Regions from separate parts of the Mus musculus genome. Here region 1 is linked to region 2. The links are chromatin contacts, called in public HiChIP or PLAC-seq maps. All regions are on one chromosome and are shown on one strand. The core of a region is the stretch at or near the end of the contact, and the rest is flanking DNA. Distances in the headings are between cores, read along the strand shown. Region 1 overlaps Efcab12 (EF-hand calcium binding domain 12). Region 2 has its middle 7.8 kb from the start of Gm24008.

Region 1 (6,690 bases), core at 1,585-4,084, 110 kb before region 2:
CCATCTACAGCACACAACTAGATCATCTGTGCTGGAACAGGGGAAACTGTGTCTTAAGACTCCGCCCCACAGAAGCTAGTTGGGCCCACGTGGGCCAACGATCGGCTGGGAGGATGAGAAAAATGACTTTACAATAATGTTTTCTTTTTGGCCAAAGAATTGTTTTGGGCACAACCAATTTTTAATTACCAATTAATAACAATTATAAAAGCTTTATTTTTTGTAGAAACTTTTGTAGTAAACTAAAACCCTAAGTAATAAAAGGATATTGTCTCTGAATCTTTTGGGTGAGAGCAAGGATTTAAGGTAAACTTCAAGAAGCATTAGTTAATAAAATACTTTTCACTTAGGAAACAATATACACTGAAAGATTAAAAATCTTGGCTTCTTGTATAGAAGCAGAAACAATAACAATTTTTTCTTACATAATGTAAAGTTACATTAGCCATACCTAGAGGCAAAATTTTCTAGTGATTACAGTTCACTAGAAGCAAAACTCTTTGAATTTAAGCATTATTTTAAACATCTGAATAGATCTGCAACACTGTTAAAAAGAATTTCTCTTGAACACCGGGAAAAATCTTTCTCAGGCACTGTTTGCAAAACAAAAGAAAGGCCACAAGCTGCTCTGGGGCTGCCCAGAGCCCTGCATTGACTCAAACGTAAAATACTTTTTAATCTGAGCATCCTGGCCCTCTTGTAATAAGGACCGATTCTAGAGAAACAATATAACTGTCTACGCCTCCAAATTTTGATACTCTTTCTTAAGATGACTTACAGTTAAAACGTTCTTCACAACTTTAGTGTTGTGAAAAAATTGCCCGTACTGCAGTTTCCTGCCAGGCAGCAACTATAACCAAACTGTTTGTCTAATCTATTTACAAAGACAAACATAACTAGATAACTCTGTCACAGTTTTGTACGAAGTGAGCTGTATGAGCGCTCTCATAAGATGATTACTCTTGTAATTATCTTAATTACAGTATACAGGTGAATTAAAGATCTTAAATTTGAAGTCAAACTGCAAGCTGCAGTCAATGGAACAATAGCAGTTTTAACCATAATTTTTAAGTTTTTTGTGCAAGGTTAGGATAATACCTGTAACCTTGGGAAAGCAAAACCCAAGTTTAAAACAATTTATTATCTTTAAAATCAATATTAGAAGCATTACTATCATATTACGAAGTTTGGATGTCAATTAATACCTATGAATACCTATTAAAGCAAGCTTTAATGCTTTAATAAAGAGACATTGCTTTAAATCTTATTTTAAATTTTACTATTTAGGATACGAACCACATTAATTATTACCTAAACTAGAAATATCTTTAGAGACCCAGCCTCTTGGGCTGCCTTATGCCATGTGTCGGAAGGACTCTAAACTTGAGTTATTAAATTTAACACTAACCATCTGTAGCAATGTAACAATTATTAATCTTAACCAACAACTTATGAGCTGATTGTGAAAACACTCAGAGCACATTATCAATAAAAAAGAACCAAATGAAGCAGTTACATTTAGACCAATCAGAGAATAATAATTTTTGTAGCTACAACCATAAAAATAAAAAACACTTTACCATTGTCAAACACATTAATCATGAACCATTTACTAGCTTTTTTACTCTGAAACTTAGAGGCTGTGCACTCGCCCTTATTTCCTAAAACGAACAGTTTTTCCAGCAGGGGCCCTCTCGCCACGTGTCTGATTCCTGGCTGAAACACGTGGCTCTCGGCTTTGCAGATAAAGTTTTTTATACCATCTTTATTATCCAACACAAAACATAGAACATTCATTCATACAGACTGGACACGAACATACATGAATTGAACACGAGAACAGATTGGTGCACCGGACATTAGACAAGACACAAAAGGGAACAGAGTACTCTTGCTATAAGGCCCAGAGAGAAATTTCTCTCTGCTTTTGGGGACACTTTCCTCCCTTATGATGCATTTTTTATTAACTGGGGCAATCCGCCTATTCCTTTTAATAAACCCTTTCTTTTCTCACACCTCATGTAGCTTCGGAGAGCTACGGCCTACCGCCTATTACCCAGCTCCTCACTGCTGAACCTAAGTGAACCAGCGCTCGGGTTTAACGCTGTCTCAGCTTAGCCCATACCTTCTCCGGTATGAATTTCCCTTATCCTTTATTTTATGGAGCTCCGAACCAGCAGCGTCTCTTCCAAAAATCCTTTGCCGTTTCTCAGTCCCGCGTTGGTTCGCCAATTGTTGTGTCCGGCCAGCAGACCACAACCTGGGTTCTAGCCTGGAAAGGCATTTTGGAAACCTGGAAGAGAAGAGGGGCTAGGTGGCGAGAGAAAAGAATGTAGCCAAGACAGTTACTCTGATCAAGGCTCAAATTTTATTGTTGCGACACTAGTTATGAAGGAAGGGGGAGGGGACCCGATTCCCGCCGAATAATCTCGGGTCCAGTAGAAAGGTGCACGTGTGTGGCTCCTCAGGTTCCAGCAGTGGGCGTGGCAGAACGAATGAGCAGGAAGCTCCACCCCGAGCAAGCAGGTTTCAGGCTGGGGGAGGGGAGACTACACATGAGGGCTAGCCAATTGGAGTTAAGAGCTACCCAGATGGAACATGGCAAATTATGACTTGGTTTACTGAAGGGAACATAGATTCTAATAGCATTGAGGGGATATCTACCCGGTTCTAGTGATGATTGAGGCATTATAAATATAAAGCTTGTGTTTCTTTTATCTGGGAACAGGATAATCAAAGACAGGGTAGAAGCCCCTGCTGGAGATTGAATACTTCCTACAACAGCAGACCAGCACTTAGACCCAAGCTCTCTGGCTCAGAGCCTTTGCCCCCACCAGAGGGTGCTGTGATACCTAGGATGGTCAGACAGAATGAGGTAGATTCTTTGGAGCACATGCAGAGTGTAATAGGAATCAGACTGTAGAAAAGCCCTTGGCTTCATGTCTTCTGTTGGTGTGTGCAGGTGATGTTAGCTAACACCGTTTTCCTTACCATTGTGATGCAGTGATGCAGCCAGGCCAGGGACCAGGCACCCTGATACACAACTAGTTCCTACAACAGCCCCTTCCCTCATTTCTTCTTAGTGCTCTTCCAAAAAGGAAGTCACCCTGTAACCTTCTTCTCCCAAGGGTCCCACCACTCTTTCACCTCCATAGAAGATGACCTCGATGAAACCACCAGCAAGGTTCCTGTCTTCAAACCTGAGCTAGTCACTGCCCATTGCTTCAGGCAGTTGAAGCAGAAAGACTTCCGCCTGCCAAAGAGCCGCCGGAGGATCATCATTGTGCCTGGCACAAAGGACCAAGTGCCAGCCCGGCCCACAGTTCCGCCTGAAGCTCCCCTCCCACTCATGCCTAGCTTCAGAGTTCTGGATACTAGCGACACCCAGGAGCTACCAGTGGACAAGAAGGTCTGGCTGAATCAGAGGGCAAAGCTTCGGAGGCAGCTGGAGACATTCGGTGATGTCAAGACATGGCTGGACAATAAGCCCAACATCACATCATCAGAGTTCAGGGTTCTGTCCATGATTCGCCAGGAGCAGAAAACCCCAAAACATACCTTGATTTCAATCAGGAGAGCCAAGGTGAGAAGTCCTAATGGCCAGAAGGTGCTGAAGGCGTCAGGGTAGTTGTTGTCATTTTGTTTCCTTGGATTAGACATGACAAAGTGGTTTACCCCCATTTTACAGAGGAGCAAAACCGAGTCCCCAAAGGAAAGTGTATGAGTGATCTATTGCTGCATAACAAATACTCCAGAGTGACTTTAAAAAGAAAAGAATCAAATGACTATCATTCTATACAGCTGTGTCTGTGATTCTGGAATCTAACTAAAAGGCTTTGTCTCCATCCATATTAAGAGACTGCAGTGCAATACAGAGGACAGCCTCTGCCTCCCAAGCTTGTTCAAATGGCTTCAGTGCCTACAATAAGAAGGCTTGCTGCCCACAAAGGAAGCCTTCCAGTATGGAGAGGAGGGGAGCCAGTGCTGGTTACACCCTCGGCTCTGGTCTTGTTACTGCGTCGTAACAGGATGAGCCGCTGAGTACTGGCCGCACCATGGGAATAGAAAGAGTCCATCTTGGCAGGGGGAAAGTCAAGGACCACGTGGATGTGATTTCAAAGCACCCCGGCTGGGGCACACTAGCAGTCTGTCTTGATGATGGACACCTGTCTGCTGGCGTGGGCAGGTGATAAACCAGTGCTTGTGGGCTGATTTGAAGATCAAGGCTATCGGGTTAGGGAGAGGAGGAAGGCCACCTGTGATGTCATTGCCTAACTTGGAACCATGGTTTGTACACTAAGAATTGAAGGTCAGCCCCCCATCCTCAATAAGCCAATGAAAGTACCCTAGTAAGAACAGGGGGTAAAAATGAGATTTATTCAGTATGGCCACATTGAGAACAGGGCAAATATATGCAGTGGATCCTGACCTCCAGACCATCTTTGGGCTTCAAAGTGAGATTGAACTTTAACAAGAGGGGTAGGGATATGCACATCTAAGCAGTCCTCCTCATCTGCCCCACTCTTGCCTCTTCTAGGACAGAGCTCTCAGACATGTCCGCCTAATTGCACCACAGCTGCGGCTGCCTAAGCCCCCTGTCCTGTCTGACATGTACGCCTACCTTCGTAGTCGAAAGATCAAGATCCTAGAGATATTTAGCAAGGGGGAGCGGGGCGAGAACCAGCGCATCTCCAGGGAGGAATTTCTCATGGCTCTGAAGGCGGTAAGTATGAGCTTCCCAACGGGGCTTGGTGTATGGTCCTCCCTCCCTTCCCCAGGCTCTGCACTCCTGAGGGGCAGCCTCCTATTTGCAGAACCACACTAGGAAACATGGCACAACCCACTGTCAGTTCACAGCCTTAAAACAACCAGGCTGACCTGGAGAGATGGCTCAGGGGTTATGAGCCTGGCTGCTCTCACAGAGGACCCACACGGCCACTACCAATCACCTCTAACTCCATCCGCAAAGGATCTAACGTCCTATTCTGGCTTCCAAGTGCCCTGCACGCACATGCTGCATAGATACACATGAGGGCAGAACATTCATATACACACCCAAGATAAGCTGCATACATTCTTAACTGCTGTCCCAGCCCTCTCGCCCATAGCTGTCTCTCCAGCAGGGGCTTCATACACCAGCAAGCTCTTTACTACTGAACTATATATATCCAGACTTATACTTTCAACTAATCAATTTCCAAACATTTTTATGAAATACAATTATGTGAACATCCAAAACATTTTTTTTTCAGAGCTGAGGACTGAACCCAGGGCCTTGTGCTTGCTAGGCAACTGCTCTACCACTGAGCTAAGTCCCCAACCCTCAAAACCTTTTTTAAAAGTTAATGTCTTCAACTAATAAAACAAACAAAACAAAAGTTTAAATATTAAATCCTGGGCCAGGAGAGGTGGCTTAGCAGTTAAGAGCACTTACTGTTCTTGCAAAGGACCGAAGTTCACAGCACCCAATGACAGCGCACAATCCCCTGTACGCCAGTTCCATGGTAGCTGTCACCTTCTTTGAAACTCTGTGGATACTAGGCATGTTTGTGGTTCACTTACAGACATACAGTCAAGACACTCATACACATAAAATAAAAATAAATCTTTTTTAAAATGCTTAACTATGAAGTTCTTTCGCACCAGGGCAGTTCCGAGCTGATCCAAGGACAGCTAAGTAAGCAGTGACTGTTGTCTAAAGAGAATGGAGAGACGACTATATTCATAATCACGTTTCCTTTCAAACTTGTCTTTATGAACATTCAATGTTTGTTTCCTTTCACACTTTTCTTTATGAACATTCACTGTTTCTGGGTAAGTACAGCATACCTCCAAAGATGTCTATTGTCCTTTGTATTAGTCAGCGTTCTCTAGAGAAACAGAACTGATTTAAAAAGTATGTATGTATTGTATGTATGTATGTATGTGTGTGTGTGTGTGTGTGTGTGTATGTATGTATGTATGTATGTATGTTCAGTATTTATTAGGGCAGCTTACAGGTTATGGTCCAACTAGTCCAACAGTGGTTGTATCCAGATGGAAGGTCCAACAATCCAGTAGTTGTTCGGTCTAGATGTCTCAGCTGGTCTTCAGTATATGTTGAAATCCCAAAGGAGAAGTAGCCTTTAATGCCAGTGAAGGGATGATTTGCCAGTGAGAGTGAGGGCAGGCAGAGAAAGAGCAAAGGCTTCCGCCATCCAGTCCTTCACGTCGATTTCCGGCGAGTATACCCAGCTACTTGGGGTTTAGTTAATTCCAGATGTAGTCAGGTTGACAACCAAGAATAGCCAACATATCCTTAAAATAAAAAAGTATGGATTTCTAATACTTTAGTCAAGGAGGGCATACTTGTTCCTCGTGTATAATGATGGATGTACGACTTTCTTCCTGACTGGAATGTTAATCAACTGAAAGAGACTGTAAAGATAGAGGCTTATCTGGCCTGAGTTTTTAAAGAGGGATAGGAGTTTTTCAGGCAGAAAGAGGGAGCTGCCTGTGCAAAAGCCAGGTGTGATAAATTCCAGAATGCATCAGGGGCCTGACAAGGGCTCTGCACTACGTAGCAGGGAGTTCAAGAGTGGAGCCCAGCCTGCTGGTGAGGAGGAGGTGGGCCTCAGTAACTTCTTGTGCCTCCTCAGGTAGGAGTTCCTCTGAAGAACCAAGAGCTGGAGGACATCATCATCTACCTCG
Region 2 (6,429 bases), core at 79-2,578:
TAGACTAGGCTGCTGCCCTTGAACTGACAGAGACCCACCTGTCTCTGCCTCTGCCTCTGCCTCTGCCTCTGCCTCTGCCTCTGCCTCCTCTGCCTCTGCCTCTGCCTCTGCCTCTGCCTCTGCCTCTGCCTCTGCCTCTGCCTCTGCCTCTGCCTCTGCCTCTGCCTCTGCCTCTGCCTCTGCCTCTGCCTCTGCCTCTGCCTCTGCCTCCCAAGGGCCACCAAGCCCCTCTCATTTCTTTAGTTTTTAAGATACAGAATCTACAGGTAGCACAGGTTGTCCTCAGACTCAAATCCTCTTGTCTCTGAAAACTGAGTGCTGGGATTAAAGGCATGCCAGACTTCTGGATACTTTTCTACGTATTCCATGATAAAAATTAAGTAGAGAGATGAGTTAGTGATTAAGTGTGCATGTTGCTCTTCCAGGGAACCCGGGTTCTGTTCCCCACACCTACATTGAGCTGCTCACAGTGACCTGCAACTCCAGTTCCAGGAAGATCCAACATGTGTGGTCTCTGAGGCCGCCTGCATCCACATGTACACGCGCGCCCATGTGTGTGTGTGTGACAGAGAGGGAAAGTCAGAGAAGGAAAGAAACAGAGGGAGAAAAGGGAGAGAGAGAGAGAGAGAGAGAGAGAGAGAGAGAGAGAGAGAGAGAGAGAGAGAGAGAGGAGGGAAGTGGAGGGAAGTGGAGGGAGTAAGTTTGAAACCATGAACTTTGCTCTTCTGGACACAAGAGGGGGTGCTAACCGGTGACCAGCTAAGGAAACCAGGTTTCCTAGCAACAGAGAAAAACATTGAGCAGGAAGTTTCTAAGATTCAGTCGATGGATTTCAGCTCTGCACCTGCTTGGGGCAAGGCTCGCTCCTGGCACCTGGAGCCTTCTGTTGAGTCTTGAGCGTCCTTGACCTTTTGTGGGAAAGTGGAGTACTCCTGAACACGAGGTCAGATCGGCAGGGCTGGGGTGCTGAGCCCTGGATCGCCTTTCTTCCCTGATCTTTTCCGTAGGACTCCAAACCCCCTGGTGTTTCCCTCAAATGAAGAGGCAATTAAGGCATGGGAAGGAGGGAGTTTGCCTGGAGCATGCTGAGACTTCAGGTTGTAAAAACAGAAAGATTTGGGTTGCAATGACCATTCTTAGGTTTGTTATTTTAACAGATAAGTATTGGGTAAATAAGTATTAGGCAAATCCTGTGGAATAGTAATAACACAGGAAGAATCCACTGTGAAGCGGCTGGGCTGGGGCTCCGTGGTAGAATGTGCGGGGCGTTGCTGCCCGGATCTTGGCTGGCCCTGTGGCACTAGCAGGAGGTGCTGAGACCTTTAAGAGGCGGGGCTTACCTGAATAGCTGTGAGATCATTGGGTGCACGTCCTCAAAGGGACTGGTTGGACCAGTCTTTGTGTGTGATAGACTTACTGGGGAGACACAACACACACACACACACACACACACACACACATCTGTTCTCTCAGAAAGGGAACCAGTCTTTGTGTGTGATAGACTTCCTGGGGAGACAAACACACACACACACACACACACACACACACACACACACACACACACACACACATCTGTTCTCTCAGAAAGGGAACCAACCCCATGACAGAACCAAGAAACATCCACACCAAGGTCCAACTTGGTTAAACTAGTGAGATTTTATTGGTCTGCTAACAGGAGTGTGGGTGAGGGGTTATTTACAGTACCAGGTGTGGCTCAAAAACAGCTGCATCACCAAAAAGCCCCAAACAGAGTGACGACTCACAAAAGCAGCAACCCTGAAGCGCTCTGTACACCATGCAGGCAGCTGACAGATCCAAGATATCTCCTCTCTGCAGCTGGGCTGCTCAGAGTCTGTTCCAACAGCTGTTTATTCCTTCTGGAAAGCTGGAGAAAGACCTTCCAGATTCTCGCAAGTTTCTGCTTTCCCAGAAGGTGACCTCTTGTTTACCTCCGTGATCTCCCAAGGGCCCCTGACCCTGGAAGGAAAGTTTGGATTCCGTGGACTCTGCCGCCCAGCTCCAGCCCTCTCCTGCCTCTCTTGCACTCACTCGGCAACCGGCCTCCTTTGGCTCCAGCTTCCATGTTTGTCCTCACCACAAACCCAAATGTCTGAAGCCATGAGCCAGAACGAAGCTTTCCTCTTTTTAATTTGGTTCTCTACAGAACTGTCAAAGAAGCAGAAATCTGGCTAACAAATGGAGAAAGAAATTGAGAAATGGATCACAGTTAAACTCCTGCACAGGGTACTCAGCACACACACCGTACAGTTCAGAGCAGCCTGCAACGCCAGCTACAGAGAGCCAAAGCACATTTCTGGCCTCTGAGGGGATCTTTTGGATGCCCACTGTTAGCATTCTGTCTAAGCTCTGCCCCACAGTTACCTGGATTGCCAGGTATGTCTGACACTCTATAAAGGGGGCTGCTTGCCCCCTCCTTTCTCTCTTGCTCTCTCTTGCTCTTGCCTTCCTGCTCCTGCTCAGTCCTCCTCATGGCCAGTCTCTACTCCCCTCCTCTCCTCCTCTCCCCTCCCCTCCCCTCTCTCTCTGCCTTTCTCCACCTCTACTACCCTAACTCCCTTCCCCATATCCTGAATAAACTCTTTTCTATACTATGGTGCTATAGCTGGTCCCTCAGGAGGAAGGGATGCCTCAGCATGGGCCCTGCGATGGCTCCTTCCCCCACACCTCACCACACAGCCATAAAACATATCCCCCCTCTTTATCTTTTAATAAACACATCACCACTACATGCATGTCTCCATTTCCCTACATGCTGATCTACATGTAATTAACAACAAAATAAGTCTGTAAGAGAAAGAGGAAAAAAATAACACCGGAGATGCATGGAGACTAAACAGGATGACATGCAAATGTCTTCCCCAATCCAATGTATAAAAGAAATATTTAAAACCATATTTTAATTTATTTTATATTTTGAGACAGCGTCTTACTTTGTAGCTCTGACTGGCTTGGGACACACTGTATAGACCAGGCTGGCCTTGAATTCACAAAGACCTGCCTGCTCTGTCTCCTGAGTGCTGGGATTAAAGGTATGCCCAACCTATCATCATTTTTATTCTTATTTTAAAAGCTTATTTTTTTAAAGGTATGAAGCTGTTTATTGTCTCTAATAACCAGATAAATTAATGTTAAAACTTTGGGGAGGGAGTAATTTCTCTAGCAAGTGAAGAAAACCACTTTAAATAAGAGCTTGCTGTTAGGGAGGAACTTACAATTGTGTTGGGGCCTCACTCTGAGAAAGCAGTCTGGCTGCCACTAGCAGGAGCCATAGAATGGCTCTCCTAGACAGTGTGGTGATGTGTACCTGTAATCCCAGCACTTGGTAGGTGTAGACAAGACGCAGAAGTTCAAGGCTACCCTTAGCATCAAATCAAGTTTGAAGTCCGTTGGACTTGCAGGCGATCCTATCTCCAGACGTCCTTCTGTGATCCAGCAACTGTGCTTCAGACATAATTGGAAATGTGGCAAAAGGTACACATGACAATATTGATGCCAGTTTTCTTTATGATGTCCCCTGACCTGAAGCAGAGAGGGAGTCAGAGAGAGAGAGAGAGACTGAGAGACAGAGACAGAGAGACAGAGATGTGGGACTCCAGAGTCAACTACCTTGGACCCATGGGGGCTCACAGACTAAACTATCAACCAAACAGCATGCAAGTGCTGAACCAGGACCCATACACATTTGTAGCAGAAATGCACCGAGGTCTTCATGCGGGTCCCCTAACAATCAGAGAGGAGGCTGTCTCTGGCTGTTGCCTACCACTGGATGTCCTTCCTGCTAATGGACTGCCTGGTTGGGTCTCAGTGGCACACCATGTGCTTAGGGCCTACTGGGACAGGATATCCCAGGGTGGGGTGGTACCCAATGGGGGTTTCCCCTTTTCTGAGAAGGAGATGGGCTAGTGGGGGAAGGGATTTGGAAGGGTGGGACTGGGAGGAGGGGTGGGGCTCAAGATCAATATGTAAAGTGAGTAAATAAGAGAATTAAAAAAAGAGAGAGAGAGAGAGAGTCCATACTGATCTTGTGGAACCAGAATTCAGTTCCCAGAAGCCACGTTGGGCCCGCTCATGAGTTCCTCTAACTCCAGCTCAGGGAGTTCCAACAGGGCCTCTGTGGGCACCTGCATACATGTGGCACGCGCAGAGATACATACATAAAAATCCGTCTTTTTACGTTATCCTGGGGCCTGGGGATGTGGTTTGTGGACAAAGCGCTTGCCTAGCATTCATGAAGCTCTGGGTTTAATTCCCAGCACCATGTGGCAGGCAGCTCATGACCCTCCCCACCTCTCTAGCTCCAGGGGATCTGACATTCGCTTCTGACCTCTGTGAGCACCAAGAATTTACGCGGCACAGGTAAAAAATTCATATACATAAAAAATCTTTAAAAAAAATTAAAAATCTGCTCTTGCTCTGTCTCCTTGCCCCCCCCATGCTCATAACTGGCCTCTCTCTCTCTCTCTCTCTCTCTCTCTCTCTCTCTCTCTCTCCTCTCATCTCTCAACCCTCCTCCCCATGCCCTGAATAAACTCTATTCTATACTATAATTTTTTTAAAAAATCTTTTAAAGAACCAGCTTCTAGCTGGTTGTGCTGGGGCAAACTGGTGCAGTGTACCGAAGGGGTAGAGTCAGGAGAGTGGGCCTGGCAAAGTGGCTTTTTACATGTATTTTCACTTGGGGTCCATATGTTGAAGGATATGTTTGAAGGAGTCAGTTCTCTTCTTCCACAGAGTAGGTCCTGGGATCTCACTCAGGTCTTCAGCAGTAAACACCTTTTACCACTAAGCACCGCACCCAACAGCTTAGTTTCGAGACAACCTTGCTGTATTGCCCAGACTAGCCCGGAGCTGCTTCCTTTACTGCCAACTCTCCCCTACCCCCCACACCCTCACCCCCACCTCTGCTTCAGGTCAGAGGACATCATAAATAAAACTGGCACCAATATTGTCATGTGTACCTTTTGACAACCTATCTGCCTCAACCACTGAGTGCTGGGATTACAGGCACAAAAAACAAAACAAAAAACATTAAAATTATCCATATTTTCTTTGATAGGGAAGCGCTCTAGAAGCACCCTCGGGCTTGTGGTCTTTGACTTTGGACCCAATCACAATCACCTTATTAAAATAAAACATATATAAACCATTTATTTATCTGCTTATTTATGAGTGCATTTCTGATTTGTGTGTGTGTGTGTGTGTGTGTGTGTGTGTGTGTGTATACACTTGCCACACACAGCTCAGTGGTCAGAGAACAACTTTCCTGCCCTAAAAGTAAGTCTTAAACTGGGAGTGGTGGCTTATATCTAGTATCCAACCACATCAGAGGGCTGAGATGGCCTGAGCTACACTGTGCATGCCATCCAGTCTGGGCTAAATAGTGAGGCCCTCTCTCAAAAGAAGCAAAGACAAATTAAGGGCAGTAAGGAGATGGCCCAGTCAGTAATGTGCTTGCTAGGCAAATGCCAAGGCCTGTCTTGAGCCTTCAGGTATGGCTGTGGTGTTGCTATCTGTGACCCCAGCCCTGAGGCTGCAGAAACAGGAGGATAGCTCACTGGCTACCTAGTCTACAGGAATCAATGCACTCCAGGCTCAGTCAGGGACCTCCATCTCCAAGGACAAAACTTGACACTAGTTTCCTCCACACAGAGCAATGCGTTCATGAGCGTGTACATGCACATAACTAAACACAAAAATATTTTTAAAATTTGTACAATTTATATTCTTAACACATTCCCAAGTAGCATTGATACCGCTATTCCCAGACCCACTTGAGGACAGTTCCTTAGTGCAACATCTACAGAGTCTCTGTGTGGGCTGAGGTTGTAGCCCAGTTTGTAGCTTGCGGTCAGGAAGCTCTGAATAAAAACTGTGGTGATGGTGATATTCACCTGCACTCAGGAGATGGACACCAGAGGATCAGGAGTTTAGGGACATCCTCAGCCACATATGATTGGAGGCTAGCCTGGGCTACATAAGGCATCTTTACCACCACCCCCAACACGTGTGACTTTCTGTGTACTACACACATAGGCTCCTCACCCTCAAAAGATAGGCACTTGTCTTTCCAGTGGCACCCTTACTTCTAAATTGTTGGTGTGTCCTTAATTACCGATCACCTGAATAAGATTATCATAATTGTTCATTTATTCCCTTAATTACCTAAATGGTTGCTATTGTTTTCAATTCTACAGGTAGATCTGTTGAGTCAGGAGACAGGCATGAGCTGGGTGTGGTGCACATATTGTGAGCCCAGCACTAGGGAGGCTGGGGTAGGAGGATTACTGCCAAGTTGAGGCCAGCCTGGGCTACACAGTGAGTTTCAAAGCCAGTCTGGGTTTATAAGTGAGACCTTGTTGAGGTGGGAGAGAAAGGGATGGATTTTAGTCTCTAGAATACAATTGTTAT

The links. HiChIP or PLAC-seq counts read pairs in DNA pulled down with a chosen protein or histone mark.
Region 1: a contact with region 2 is called in an HNF4G HiChIP or PLAC-seq map of pancreatic cancer cells. The contact joins two enhancer-like sites. A contact is called at or near these places in 2 of 15 datasets of contacts at CTCF or cohesin (the G1E-ER4 cell line and pro-B cells), 6 of 484 Hi-C or Micro-C datasets (the G1E-ER4 cell line, the HL-1 cell line, centrocytes and 2 more), 4 of 115 datasets of contacts at active chromatin or transcription factors (the HPC-7 cell line, embryonic stem cells and pancreatic cancer cells) and 2 of 9 other capture datasets (adipose tissue and liver).

What each region holds. Positions count from the first base shown.
Region 1 is chr6:115,820,150-115,826,839 of GRCm38.p6, reverse strand. It overlaps Efcab12 (EF-hand calcium binding domain 12), which reads left to right. Exons shown (of 9, transcript NM_001110506.1): 2 at 3,129-3,583; 3 at 4,538-4,723; 4 at 6,639-6,690. Among named protein-coding and RNA genes, the nearest start is that of Rpl32, 15 kb to the right of the region's middle. Within about 2 kb of position 2,834, at least 116 of the 459 cell types and tissues checked have an H3K27ac peak or open chromatin away from gene starts, as enhancers often do. A contact at or near this core is called in centrocytes and pancreatic cancer cells, where this site is marked.
Region 2 is chr6:115,712,775-115,719,203 of GRCm38.p6, reverse strand. No RefSeq gene overlaps it. Among named protein-coding and RNA genes, the nearest start is that of Gm24008, 7.8 kb to the left of the region's middle. Within about 2 kb of position 1,328, at least 261 of the 459 cell types and tissues checked have an H3K27ac peak or open chromatin away from gene starts, as enhancers often do. A contact at or near this core is called in centrocytes and pancreatic cancer cells, where this site is marked.